Linked DNA regions of Mus musculus: region 1 is linked to region 2. A link is a contact called in public promoter capture Hi-C data. All regions are on one chromosome and are shown on one strand. Each heading gives the region's core, a stretch centred on a gene start, on an enhancer-like site or on the middle of the called end of the contact. The rest is flanking DNA. Distances are from core to core; before and after follow the strand shown.

Evidence for each region. Promoter capture Hi-C pulls out the DNA fragments that hold promoters and counts their contacts.
Region 1: a promoter capture Hi-C map of hippocampal neurons shows a contact between it and region 2, with 2.0 times the contacts expected there. The contact joins the enhancer-like site here to the promoter of Ccdc153 in region 2. A contact is called at or near these places in 7 of 39 promoter capture datasets (cranial neural crest, epiblast stem cells, frontonasal cranial neural crest and 4 more), 3 of 484 Hi-C or Micro-C datasets (the G1E-ER4 cell line, pre-pro-B cells and uterus), 4 of 115 datasets of contacts at active chromatin or transcription factors (effector CD8 T cells, embryonic forebrain, embryonic midbrain and 1 more) and 3 of 9 other capture datasets (adipose tissue, embryonic stem cells and liver).

Annotation. Positions count from the first base shown.
Region 1 is chr9:44,000,749-44,007,249 of GRCm38.p6, forward strand. No RefSeq gene overlaps it. Among named protein-coding and RNA genes, the nearest start is that of Gm30373, 30 kb to the left of the region's middle. Within about 2 kb of position 3,818, at least 19 of the 459 cell types and tissues checked have an H3K27ac peak or open chromatin away from gene starts, as enhancers often do. A contact at or near this core is called in hippocampal neurons and pre-pro-B cells, where this site is marked.
Region 2 is chr9:44,237,272-44,244,316 of GRCm38.p6, forward strand. Ccdc153 (coiled-coil domain containing 153) reads left to right here and starts at 3,406. Exons shown (of 7, transcript NM_001081369.2): 1 at 3,406-3,452; 2 at 3,727-3,805; 3 at 4,351-4,416; 4 at 5,743-5,862; 5 at 6,301-6,393. The coding sequence starts at 3,736.

The sequences.
Region 1 (6,501 bases), core at 2,568-5,067, 240 kb before region 2:
GGGAAACTGTAGAGGGATTATCTAATGTCTGTATGGATGTGGCACCTGTCAATAATAAATCTGACAGCCTATGGCTTAGGCAGGAAATAGGAGGTGGGACATCCAGGAAGCAGAAAGGAGTTTGGGATAGAGCCAGGCATGGAAGATTCATCCGAGAAGACATTATGAATCAGATGCATGGTACCTGAACACAGGTAACCAGCCATGTGACAGAATGTAGATCAAAATAAATGAGTTATATTAAGTTATGATCTAGTCAGATAAGAGCATTGCTATATGGCCAAGATATTTGTAAATATATTCTGAGTCTTATTTCTGGGAAGATGGGGCTGGGAAAAATAACAGACCTAACTTCTACAGGCCTCTAAAGAATAATGATAAAATAAAATAAAAAAGCAAAAACAATAGAACAAAACAACCAAAAGAGCCAAAGGGAAAACACAAGAAACACATATGACTGCAGAGACACAAATGTTCTCACACGTGGGAATCCCATAAAAAACCAAAGCTGGAAGCCATTATATAGATGCAAAGGACCTGTAAGTTTAACCTGAGACAAAGGATCTCCAAAGATGCTGTTGAGTTCATTTTCTGTTGGGCATCTACTGAAGGCATGCTGCCTACCCTTAAGAATGGTTTGTTTCCGGATTTCCGAGTTCAAGGCCAACCTGGTCTACAGAATGAGTTCCAGGACAGCCAGGGCTACACAGAGAAACCCTGTCTCAGAAAAATAAAAAAATTAAAAAATTTAAAAAAGAATGGTTTGTTTCTCCAATGAAACTCCCTGGGGTGTGGGGGCAATGTTTTCATTTGCAAGTGGTTTATCAATTAGAGATCATCTCTGTGAGCTTGTTCACATGTGTGTTGTTCCTGCTGTGTTAGAGCCTCATTTCCTTGGTGTCCTCTGACCCCTCTGGCTCTTACAATCTTTCTACCTCCTCTTCTAAAGAGTTCCCTGAGCCCAGAGGGGAGAGATTTGATGGAGACATACCTTTTAGGGCTATGTGTCCCAAGGTCAGTCTCTGCATATTGTCTGTCTGTGTCTTTATTTGTTCCCATCTGCTACAAGGGGAAGCTTCTCTGATGATGGCTGAGTGAGGCACAGAACTAAGACTATACCAGCATGCCATTAGGAGCCATTTTATTGCTATGTTCTTTAGCAGAAAAGTAGTATTTGGTTTTTCCATAGGTCCCTGGCCTATCTATTTTTGGCCACACAAGCAGTGCCAGGTATCTCATGGAGTGGGCCTGAAGTCAAATCAGACATTGGTTGGTTACTTCCACATGCCTTACGCCACTATTGCACTGGTGTACCATACAGGCAGGTCACCACCATCAGTCAAAGGATTTGTAGCTGGGTTGGTGCTTACCTTTCTCCTTTGGTGCTGTGTTGATTATATCTTCCAATACCATTAACACAACTAGTCCATAGAGAAGGCTCTAGGTAGGCTCAATTCCTGTGCTCAGTGAGTTGTGTGGGTGTTGTCTTCAGCAACAGGGCTTTACTGTTGGCTTGTAGAGAGCCACCAATAGCCTTATAATAGCCTGGGTTGTTTGGGAGTTCCCATGGGACCCCTTTGGTTAAGAACTCAATTAGATGTAACACAGTCTCAGTACTGGAAAGCTTTATTTGGTAACAAAAGATGTCCAGTTGAGGCTCTGTCTCCCTGTTATTTGGTGACTTCATTTCGATTGCCTTCACATATGTATATACTTTAGGAAGCTTCTACAGTACTGTATTAGGTTTCTAAACAACCCTTAGGTTTAGCTGTCTCTCTGCATAGTCTCTCCTCTGCCCCTCTTCCCTCCCACTCCCTGTTTGATTCTCCTACTCCAGCACTTTCATGAGCGCACACACACACACACACACACCTGCATTCACACACATGTCCATCCATAACTGTTTATTCTATTTCCATTTCCTAGGGAGATCTATCCCCCTCACCCCCCAAGTCCCTTATTCTCTACTTAAATTCTGTGGTTATACAGTTATATGGTTATGTCTGGTAGTGGTGGTGCACACCTCTAATCCCAGCACTTGGGAGGCAGAGGCTGGCAGATTTCTGAGTTTGAGGCCAGCCTGGTCTATAGAGTGAGTTCCAGGACAGCCAGGGCTACACAGAGAAACCCTGTCTTGGGGAAATAACAACAACAACAACAACAACAACAACAACAAAACAGTTATATGGTTACATATAGCTTGCTTATCAATGACTTGATTGATAACAGCTAACATCCTCATAAAAGCAAATACTTACCATACTTGCCTTTCTGGGTCTGAATTACCTAACTCGGGATGATTTTTTTTTTTTTTTTTTAGTTTCATCCAATCACCTGCAAATTACATGATATCGTTTTTCTTTTTAAACATCTGAGTAAGTTCTGTAAATGTACCAAATTTTCTTTATCCCCTGACAGACATCTAGGTTGTTTTCAATGTCTGTCTATCATGAATAGAACAGTGATGCACATAGCTGAGCAGCTGTCTCTGTAGTAGAATGATGCGCCCTTTGGATATATGCCCAAGAGTGGGTAGCTGGGTTGACTTGAGGTAGATCGATCCCCATCTTTCTGAGGAACCACTGCACTGATTTCCAAGTTATCCAAGGTTTTTTGTTTGCTTGGTTGGTTGGTTGTTGTTTTTAATCTATTGCTTATGTGTGTGTGAGTGTATGGAGGGCAGAGGACAATTTGCCAGAGTCAGTTCTCTCTGCATAATATGAGTTCTAGAGATCAAACTCAAGTCATCAGACTTGGCAGCAAGCCCCTTTACCCACCAAGCCATCTCACCAGCCCTCATTTCTTTTTCTTTTTCTTTTTCTTTTTCTTTTAAACTGCAAGTCATAGTGATACACACCACATACAAAAACTCAATAGGAACAAATACAAAATAAAAGTTGACGAAAGGACCCCTGGCTCACCACATATGGCGTGCTCTTGCAGCACGTTCAACTCCGTTGCACCTGTTCTGTCAAATAGTCTTTGTCTGAATTTACAGTCACAAGCTCTAAACTCATCTCCAACATGAAACAAAAGGGGAGGTGGCCTTGGGAAGGCAGTGCAGTCCCTTCCTCCACATTGGAGTGCCCAATTGGAGTTTCCAGAGGGGCTGGAAAGACTCTTAAGACTCAGGAAATGAAGGAAACAGGAAACATTATTCACAAGAGTAGGGTAGGAGACCTCTTGTAAGTTCTGATACTCAGGGGATTGTAGAGACAGTAAGTACTGCTGGCTAGCCAAGCTACCTGAAAATTGTGTAGACTACTCCAAACGTGTGGCTCTCAAGTCATGACAATGCTGGGGTAAGTAGGCTCTTTGGTGATACAGCTCTCTTTGAGTCAGACACTCCAAGTAACTCACTGGATCACTAAAGTAGACTTTGGTGAAACTGTTTGCTTTACCTGTCATTGCTATCCAGCCTGGTCATTGGCCATCTACTTCTACTGGGTCTGAGGCGCCATGATGAATGATGTCACCATGTCACTATGAGATGCCCCCAAACTACTGCTGAGCTGGAAACTGCACTGCCCTCTCTAAAAGTAGCACTCACAGGATGGGGTCATCAAGCTGTGGTGTCAGTTATGTGACCTTTCTTGTGGTCACCCACATGCAATTTGAATTAAACTATCTTCCCAGAAAGAAGCTGCCCACCCAAGGGAGAAATGACAAAGCAAAAAAGGCACTGGGTGTTGTCTGCTGCTTTAGCTTCTAATTTGGCAGAAAATTCTCTTTTGAAGAGGCTTGTGGGAGATGGGATGGAAGTGTTGGCTTGCTGTTTCTTACAGTTGGCAAGTTCCAAGGAAATGAGAATACAAATGAGATCTGTGCTAAATAGATCCAAAGAATTGCTTTAGCTTACAGGCGATTTTACTAGGCTCCTCCCAGGAACATAGCAAACGCTTACAACATCATCTGCCACTGTTACCTGCCACTGCCAACTGCGAGGTATAAAAGGACTGCTGTCACCCCAGTTTTCTCTCTCTCTCTCTCTCTCTCTCTCTCTCCCAGCCAGTCTCTTTCTCCCCTTTTGTCCTTCTTTCTGTCCTTTTCTGTACCCATTTCTCTGCTCTCATGGCTCTGCTCTAGTCTGTCTGCCTCCCCATTCTCTCACTCCCCTCCCCCCTAATAAATGTCCTTTATACCAGGTCTGTTGCATGACATGATTTCTCAGGGAGACACCTTGGCATAGGCCCACCAGGCACACCCCACCCCAATGCATGCACCCCATGCTATATTTCATAACAACTTGAAATTCAAGGGAAGACCTGGACAGTGAAGAGGCAGGAAAGAGGTTAAAGGTGACAGAAGGTGGCCCTTGAATCCAACCTTTTAGCCTAAGAAGGGAATCTATGATTTGGCATGCAGATGGTGGGTAGGCAGGTCTTCATAATGCTCCAATACAAGACAGTGTGAGGATCAGGGGACACTCCACATCTGAACCAACTGAACAGGGAAAGACTTGAGGTAGCAAAGAACAGCCTCTGACAACCTGAGGGTGAAGTTCTGGGAGGTGAGGGTGGACTAGATCGGGCTGAGTATTTTGAAAGCAGAGGAACTAATATAATTTCCCATCCTTCCTTGAAACAAAGCAGCACAGCTTGAGGCAATAGGAGGGATATCGGCCCTCCTCCATACTCTCCTCCATGGACTGGCTCACAGGAGCCTTTAAGGATACTTGATGGTCCTTTGTTCAGATGTCTAGGAATAGCAGAACTGAAAGCCAGTGGCAAGTTTTACTGAAGGACCTGAAAGTGTAAGGGGAAGAGTGTGGTTCTCAGTTCACAGGACCTGCCAGAGCTGTGCTCTATGTGCGTGGGAGAGTTAAGAAAGAGCTTGGTTGATTTTGTAGGGACCACGGAACTGATGTGGGGTTTTGCTGGCTTAGCCAAGCCTGTGTTGAGATGAGATCTTTATGGAGTAGAGGCTTATGCTGAGTAAACTCTAGCCAGCTTGTCAATTGCATCTGTAAGGTGCTAAAGTTATCAAGAAGGGGAAGAGAAGGACAAAGCAGACATCTGGGCAGCTCGAGGGCAAATGTGACAAACTGGAGTTCCTAAGGGGAAAAATTAACAGAAAATCAAATGTTACAATAGTTTCTGGAAAGCTCTAAGCCTCTGGAACAACTTCCAGGTAAAAGGTTAAGCTTAGCCTAGGGGTGGGCAGTATGCTGTGAACATTTCTCTCCTGAGTAGACAGATATGCAGGGACCCAGTGCAGGATAAGGAAGATAAGGAAGGAGGAATGGCTCACAGGGATGGCTGTGGATTGTCAAGGACTACCTGGAGTAGTGTGCCCTCTATCAATGCTACAGTACCAAACATTGCTCTTTGACAAAAGAGCTGATGCAAGAAACGAGACCATTTTGTACTGCATTGACCCTTATTACCTTTTTGTATCCCCTTACCTGCCCTTGACCAACTGGCAGGCACTTAGAATGGACGATGATGAACCTAAGATCTAACCCACCCTTTCTAAAAAGGCTCCTTTGGATAATGTTAACTCTCGAGTGTCTTGCAGGTTTGTAAAAACATCTGGAAGAGTAGCAAAGCTAACAATTATAGAATTTAAGTGAAAGTACCCTGTGTGAACAGGAAGGGTATGGCCCAGAAGCCATATTGTTGTCTATTGAAAGTCCCAGTGCCAATGGTATGCTCCTCACCAGGAGCTGTCGGCCAAGAAGACCTTTGGGTCTCCCACACCATACAAGCTATTGCCACTGCTGTTGGTTGCATGGTAGAACTAGATGCTAAGATCCCATCATCAAAGACACTGCATGTTTTGGCTAGAATGTAAAGAAATTGAACTAGGTCTGAACCGGACTCTCCCTTCCTGCTGCCTAGCTTTGACAGTGTCATAAGACACTGTGTGGACTTCTGGGAAAGAACTGTCACCAACAACTATGGACACCGCATGCTACAGTACCAAGACGTGCCTCCTGGTGCAAAGATGGTACAATTGTCACTGCTGTGTTTCTGATAATATTTAAGGCCCACTCCATAGACGGGAACTCATCTGGTACTGTAAGCCAGGGCAACATCCCAGGGCTTAGAGTGTAGTGTCCGCTCTCGACCAGCAAGAATGACACGACCACCAGTCCTTCTAACAGCAGTTTATTCAGCAAACTTCCGTCTTCCTCTCTCTCTCTTCATCTTTTTCCTCATCTATCTCCCCCGATCTCCCCCCCCCCCCAACCTCTTACTCTTATATACTCTCAGTCCTCATCTACTCACAGCAGGCCACGTCACCTCACCAGGCACGCAGCTTCAGCCAATCGGGGCGGCAGGAGCATGTCTCCACCAAATATGGACTTGTTTAAACTGCCAGCATCATGGTGCACCTGTGCAGCTCTCACAATGGTCGTGGCTTATTTTCAGGTGTATGAGGAAGTCAGGTGCAAGTCATAAGACTTAGCTGTAGTCCCTGGCGCCTTCTTGGGACTGCTGCCACACCCGCTACTCACATTAGAGAGGTAATAAGTCTCAGTGGGGAAGTTGCTGCTAT
Region 2 (7,045 bases), core at 2,156-4,655:
CCCTGGCCCTGGATTGCAGCAGCCTTTGCTGCCCTCCTATTTTCTTCTAGAAGACTGGACCCTGACAGGAAACGCCTCAGGCCAGGGCCAGGGCTTGGTGCCTCACACTTTGCTGAACCCACACCAATCTTGTAAAAGTTAAAAAGCAACACACATGGGCCACACTGAGCCAGACTTCCTCCCGTGTGAGTTAATGATAAGTCAGAGACACCTACAACCAGAAAAATATTTATTATTCATCGTCCTAAGCAACGGTTGTTTTCCTTTTTCTTTTCTCCCCCTCCTCCCTTTTCTCTTTTGGTGACAGGTCTCAATGTGATTCCCATGCTGACATTAAATATCTGGTTCAAAGCATCCTCCTCGAAGAGCCTCCCAAGTAGCTATGTCACCCTGCTTAGCTCACAGTTCCTGGAGGCCAGTGGATCTCAACCTGTGGTCCCCTAAGGGATCCTCAGGGGCCACCTAAGACCATTGGAGAACACAGATATTTACATTATAATTCATAACAATAGCAAAATTACAGCTATAAAGCAACAATAGAAATAATTTTTGGTTGGGGTTCTCAAGGAACTGTCGGAAAGCGTCACGGCATTAGGAAGGGGGAGAGCCGGTGGTGTAGGCCAAGGCCACTGTGTTTTTGATCAGGTCACATTTCTTTTAATATATAAATAACCAATGTCCTATTTGAATAAAAGTGAATGATTGTCCCTCTTATATATCTCCTCAATACTCTTGTCCAGATCAGGCTGTGGTGCACAGCTTTAATTCCAGCCCTGAAAAAACAGAGGTAGAGGCCCCAATCTAGGAGTTCCAGGTCAGTCAGAGCTACACGTAAGTCCCTTTCTCAAAAGACAAGCAAACAGAAGCCATCCTGGATAGATCTTATTCAAAGGAGGACAGGGAGCCAACAAGATGGCTTAGTCGGTAAAGGTATGTGCTGCCAGACTCAACGACCTGGGTTCAATCCCACAGATCCACATGGGAGAAGGATAGAACCAAGTCCCCATGGGCTGTCCTCTGACCACACACTAAATGTAATACAAGTTTTTAAGATTTAATTTTAACAATCTGAATGTGTGTGTGCACTTGAATGGGTCTTCTCCAAGAGCAGCGTGTACCCTTAACTACTGACCCATTTCTCCAGCTTCCCCAGCCCAAAAAAAAAAAAAAAAAAAATTAACAGAGACAGTGAGATCAGAAACGATCTTTCCTATCGTCGCTTCTAAACTGAAGTCAATAAAAAGAGAAGGGAAGGTTGGCCTTTTTCTCACAGTTTTTATTTGGTTTGTTTTCTAAAGAGGGGCTGAATTGCTGAGCACAACGCCAACCCCTTTCTGGGTTCCGTTGGGACCAGTTCATCACGTGACACATGGCACCTTTTTTTTTCTCCACTTCACCTTGACCTCAAACCACATCCTGATCCTGCACCTGAGAGTCAGTTGACTGAACTCATTTGTAAAATACACGATCTCCTAAAACATGAGGTCTAGGTTGTGTTCTGTCATCCCCAATGTGTCCTTCCAAGCACAAACGTGAGTGACAGAGATTCAGGGAAAGAAGTCCCTGAGAAGCTCCTGGGAAAGGACCGGAGATTCTAAAGGAAGAATAAATGAAAACGTGATGAAAAATGAGATTTCTCCATATCTGAGACCTGTGTACGGGGTCACCAGCCCTACGTTACAGGGGCTGTAAGCATCACAACGACAAGTAGGACTCTTTGCTCTATAAAGTGTCCAGAGCCGGGGCTGGAGACATGGCTCGGCAGTTAAAAGTGAGTCCTGCTCATGAAGAGGACTCGAATTTGGTTTCCAGCACCACACTGGTGGGCTGCTCACAACTACCCGTAACTCCGACTCCAAGGGACTCCAAAGCTCTCTTGTAGCCTCCCCCGCCCCCCGGCACTGTGCTCACAAACCCACACATAAAGAACATAATCAAAAATAAAAATTAAAACTCTCTCTTACAGTATCTAAAGTGCTACGGAGTTAAATAAAACAGGTATTGACCTTCCGCTTGCTCTGGAAGTGATTTCATAGTCCCACATCTTGTGTCTGTTTCGGCAGATTTGCTTCTAATAATATGCAACTGACCAACATTTTCAGGGACTAGAATGGACAGACATGCCTAAAAAGGATCTGTAGGTTCCATAATCCACAGGGAGGAAGGCTTGTTTAAATTCTATGTATGGTGACATTATGGTGCCCAGAGATGGCACAGGTCCAGACGGATCTCTCCCAGATGGAGGGAGGGCTTCCCGTCATGCTTTCTGCCAACAATCAAATTTTAATTATACATAAGATACTAAAAAACACCCCGTAAAGGGGATCTCCCCCAATATTGCCCAAGAAATTACCAACTGCAAACTTTAGGAGGTGCAGGCGGTCAAGCAAGTCCACTAGAGGGAGCCCTAAGCAACTTTATGCTGCAGGGAGCCTGGGGGCTGCTAAACCCCTGCCTGCAGATTAAACCTCATAAAGAAATAGTGGGAGAAGGCAAGATTGACTGGAGAGGGAAAAAGGAGTCCTGTAAACACTGCACTGACGTCTGGGGATTTCAGGAGCTACAAAACTTATACACCAAGAAATACAAGCTGAGCAAAATTAAGTAGCTGAACTCCAGACTCTTGTCTAATTTGTGTTCCTCTTTGTGGGTCAGCATCCTTTCAACTACCTGTGTCAGAACATGTTTCCCTCACACACCACAGTAGCCTTTTTGAGGCAAACCTTCAGGTTGTTGTTTAAAAAAAAACAAAAACAAAAACAAAAAACAAAAAACAAACAAAACATTTATTTATTTATTTTATGTATCTGGTGGTCTTCAGACACACCAGAAGAGGGCATCCGATACCATTACAGATGGATGTGAACCACCATGCTGTTGCTGGAAATTGAACTCGGGACCTCTGGGAGAGCAGCCAAGTGCTCTCAACCACTGAGCCATCTCTCCAGCCCCCAAACCTTCTGTTTTAAAGTAAATAATGTCACTGTGTTCACACGAAACCTCCAGATATAAAGTAGCTGTGATGGCCGCTATCCCTGCTTTCCCTATGTCTTGCAAAACACTGCTCTCCCAGACTGCAAGTTTGTAGATTCCTAGCCTGGAGAGTCTCCAGACCACAGGTAGTGCCTGTGTAGACATGAATAATAGCTATTCGGCTCCTAAGCCTCTTCTTTAGGGCTAGGATATGGAGGTAAAAAGAGAAGCTTTCCTTTGTATGAGCTGATTTAGCTCACCCACCTGCCTGAGTTTTCCAGTTGCCTGGACAACGTGCAGTATCCAGAAACCCAACATCCCAGTTCTTGGTCCCACCTCTTGAGGAAGTTTTACACCTTGGATTGGCTCCCAGGACCCAGGCTCCTCCCTAGACTCAATCTACTTGGGTCTCTCTTTACTGTCCCCATGACATGTCATTTCCCAGGGAGACACCACACAAGCAACAGAAAGTCTTGCAGGTAGGTAGGAAGGAGGAGAGTACACAAGTTGGGGAGAGAGAAGGGATGTCCAGAAGTTTCTCTAAGAAGCTGACTGCTGCACATAGGATTGTTCTCCCTCAGTGATCCCAGCCCTCCCTAAGGGTCCCAGAGACCAAGAAATGAAGCTTCTATAGAAGTGTAAGATGCACTGGGAGACTGGCACTCTGATGCTCCAGAAACCCCCAACCAACTCAGTGTAAGAGTCAGGAAAGCCTGTCTGTATGCTGACCTACATAGGTCTTCCCTTCGTCAGGACAGCGGGATGCCACCTAAAACCAAAGGAAGGGGGAGAAAAGCTGAGGCACGGAAGAAGAAAAAGAATTCAAGTCCTGGTGAGTCACCATGGGTGAAGGCCAGTGCCCCTGCATGTCCATGTCCACACCAAGGTCCTTAGAGGGAATCCAGCTCCCTGGGCAACAAGACAGAGGGCGTTTGTTTTGGTTTTGTCTTTTGTTCTTTTGACACAGGGTCACTAAGAAACCCAGGCAAGCCTCAAACGTATCCTCCTAGTCCTCCTAGTGCTGGGACAGCCTGGTGCTCACAATGCCTGGCATTAGTTAGGCATTGACACCACAGTTGGCTAAAGTGAGGCTCTCTTGCCCTCCTCTTCAGAGCCCTGAGTTCAGATTCGGCCAGGCTGGGGACCGGAGACTGCCTCTCTCCCCCTGGAGCCCCCTCTAGTCCTTTGCCTCTGTCATCTGTTTCACCCTTCTTTTGAGCACACACCAAGTACAAGGCAGTGAAGGCTTGGCTATGAATTTGTCAGATTTTGGCATTGGGTATCAGTGATCTTCCCCCATCCTGCAAAAAGTGCGGGAGGAAGACAGGGCAGGGGCGAGATCAGCGTAGCCTAAGACTCCGTGGTTTGCCACGACAGGTGTGGAGGCTGAGGCCAAGCACAGGCTGGTGCTGCTCGAGAAGGAGCTGCTTCAGGACCGCTTGGGTAAGGAGTGTGGAGCCTCAGGAGACAGCAGCAATGACAGGTCCTAGTCAGGGTTATCACTGCTGTGAAGAAACACCACAACCAAAGCAACGTGGGGAGGAGATGGTTTATCTGGCTTGCGCACCCAAAGCACTGTTTATTATTGAAAGAAGTCAGGAGAGGAGCTAGGAGCCTGGAGACAGGAGCTGATACGGAAGTCATGGAGGGGTGCTGCTAATTGGCTTGCTCTCCATGGCTTGCTCAGCCTGCTTTTTTATAGAACCCAGGACCACCAGCAAAGGGGTAGCACCACCCACAATGGGCTGGGCCCTCCCCATCATTCACTGATTAAGAAAATGCCCTATAGGCTTAACTATAGCCAGATCTTATAGAGGCATTTTCTTTCTTCCTTCCTTCCTTCCTTCCTTCCTTCCTTCCTTCCTTCCTTCCTTCCTTCCTTCCCTCCCTCCCTCCCTCCCTCCCTCCCTCCCTCCCTCCCTCTCTCTTGTTTGTTTGTTTGTTTTTTGAGACAGGGTTTCTCTGTATAGCCCTGGCTGTCCTGGAACTCACTTTGTAGACCAGGCTGGCCTCGAACTCAGAAATCCGCCTGCCTCTGCCTCCCAAGTGCTGGGATCAAAGGCGTGCGCCACCATGCCCGGCTTCTAATCTTTTTTAAAAAAAGATTTATTTATTTTATGTACATGAGTGTACTGTCCCTGTCTTCAGACACTCCAGAAGAGGGTATCCCATTACAGAAGATTGTGAGTCACCATGTGGTTGCTGGGATTTGAACTCAGAACCTCTGGAAGAGCAGTCAGTGCTCTTAACCGCTGAGCCATCTCTCCAGCCTGAGGCATTTTCTCAGTTGTGGCTCCCTCCTCTCTGATAATTCTAGCTTGTGTCAAGTTGACATAGAACTATCCGTGCAGCCTTGGCATACGTGGCATCTCTGGGTTCTTGGGGAACTGGAAGTGTGGACTATGTCCAGGGCTAATTCTCTGTTGGCAAGGATTGTGAGGAAGGGCTAGACAATGAAGATTGATGAAGAAGTTGTTCTTCCCCCTGACTCTGAGAACGCAATCACAACCCCATTCAGGATAGGTAAGTAGTCTACCGTGAAGCTAATCTGCAGCTCGGGAAGCCATTGTTTTTTAGTAGCCAGAACACGGAGAGACTATTGACTCTGTAGGAATGAAAACTCTGTGGGTTTCAAGAGGGTCCAGGGAGAGACACTGCATAAGAGGTTGACACTGCCAAGTTCCCAAAGAGAAGCAGAGTTCAAGGCTATGGTGATTGATTCTATGAGATCCACGGTCAGGCCTGAGCATGGCTCTGCGATACTCACAGCTCTACAGAGGGAAGAGGCTCGCCGAGCCAAGGCTTCTGAAGACAGGCTGAAGCAGAGGTTACAAGGGCTAGAAGCTGAACTGGAAAGAACCCAAAGTGAAGGGAAGGCCATATATGCAGGTATGTTTGATCAGGTGGACAGGAGACGGGCCTGGAGGAGGTCAGGGAATTGGAGGAAGGGAAATGAAGAGTGATTCCAACTGCCATACCTAGTCTCACCTTCCCTGCATAGGCAGGGTCCAGAGACCCAAAGATAGATCCCTGGTATGAACACGGATCACCACATCCTAGGGTGTCTAATGTTCCATGCTTGGTGTTGGCATGAACAAAATGCAGTGACAGCCCTTACCTTTTTCACCTTTGGGAGTAAGTGGGAGGAAAGGCCAGAGTCCCCCCTAAACAGATATGGGGGAGAGAGTCTTCTTTCCTATCTCCCTCATTTTCAAGGTCTCCCAAGTTTCTTAGTTCTGTGTCTCCGCCGAGACGTTCCCCTACGTGTAACGTTATTTCCTTCCCTTATGCCTCCTCTATCCCTGCTGCCTACTGCTCCTACCTCAGAGATGAGCCGCCAGCGGCAGGCCCTAAAGGAGGAGCTGGGGACCCGAAGCAAACAGCTGGAGGAGGAAGTGAGAAGTCTAAAGGAGCAGCTAGGTAGGCCCCCATCCTTGTCCCTTCTTTTCCAGGCTCAGTATCAAGGCCCCAGCATGGATGAGTGGACTTCAGAGGCTCTCCTCTAGATGTCTACAGTCTGTTGGCTGAGTTTTAACTAGGGTCACCGGCACCCTAGCTCTCCTCTGAACAAAGAGTTCAGTGACACAAACCTCTCTGTCAGGGCTGGAGTTATGCCTCTCGGAGAGCTGGCTCAGCAGTTAACAGTTAACAGCACTTGTTCTTACAAAGAACCCACAATCAATCCCCAGCACTCACATGACAGTTCACAACCATCCTGTAACTCCAGCCAGAGGGGATCTGAGGTCCTCTTCTAACTTCACAGACACCCACATGGTGCACATACATACGTTCAAGCAAAGCACTCATACACATAAAATAACAAGAATAAATAAATCTAAAAAAGAAGAAAGTTCAAAAGAAGCCTCTAAGACAGAGGTAAAGAAGGTAAGTCACTCCATTTCTCCCCAAGTCCAGCAGTTAACCCCTTCATTGCCTTGCCTGTCCTAAGCAAAACATATTCCTTATTAGTCTAGCCAACCTTTACAACCAAACTACAGAGAATGTTAGACTTAATTTACTTCAGCATCCTCAAAGCCACGCACCTGGTAGAAAGCCTTAAATTTCTACTTGC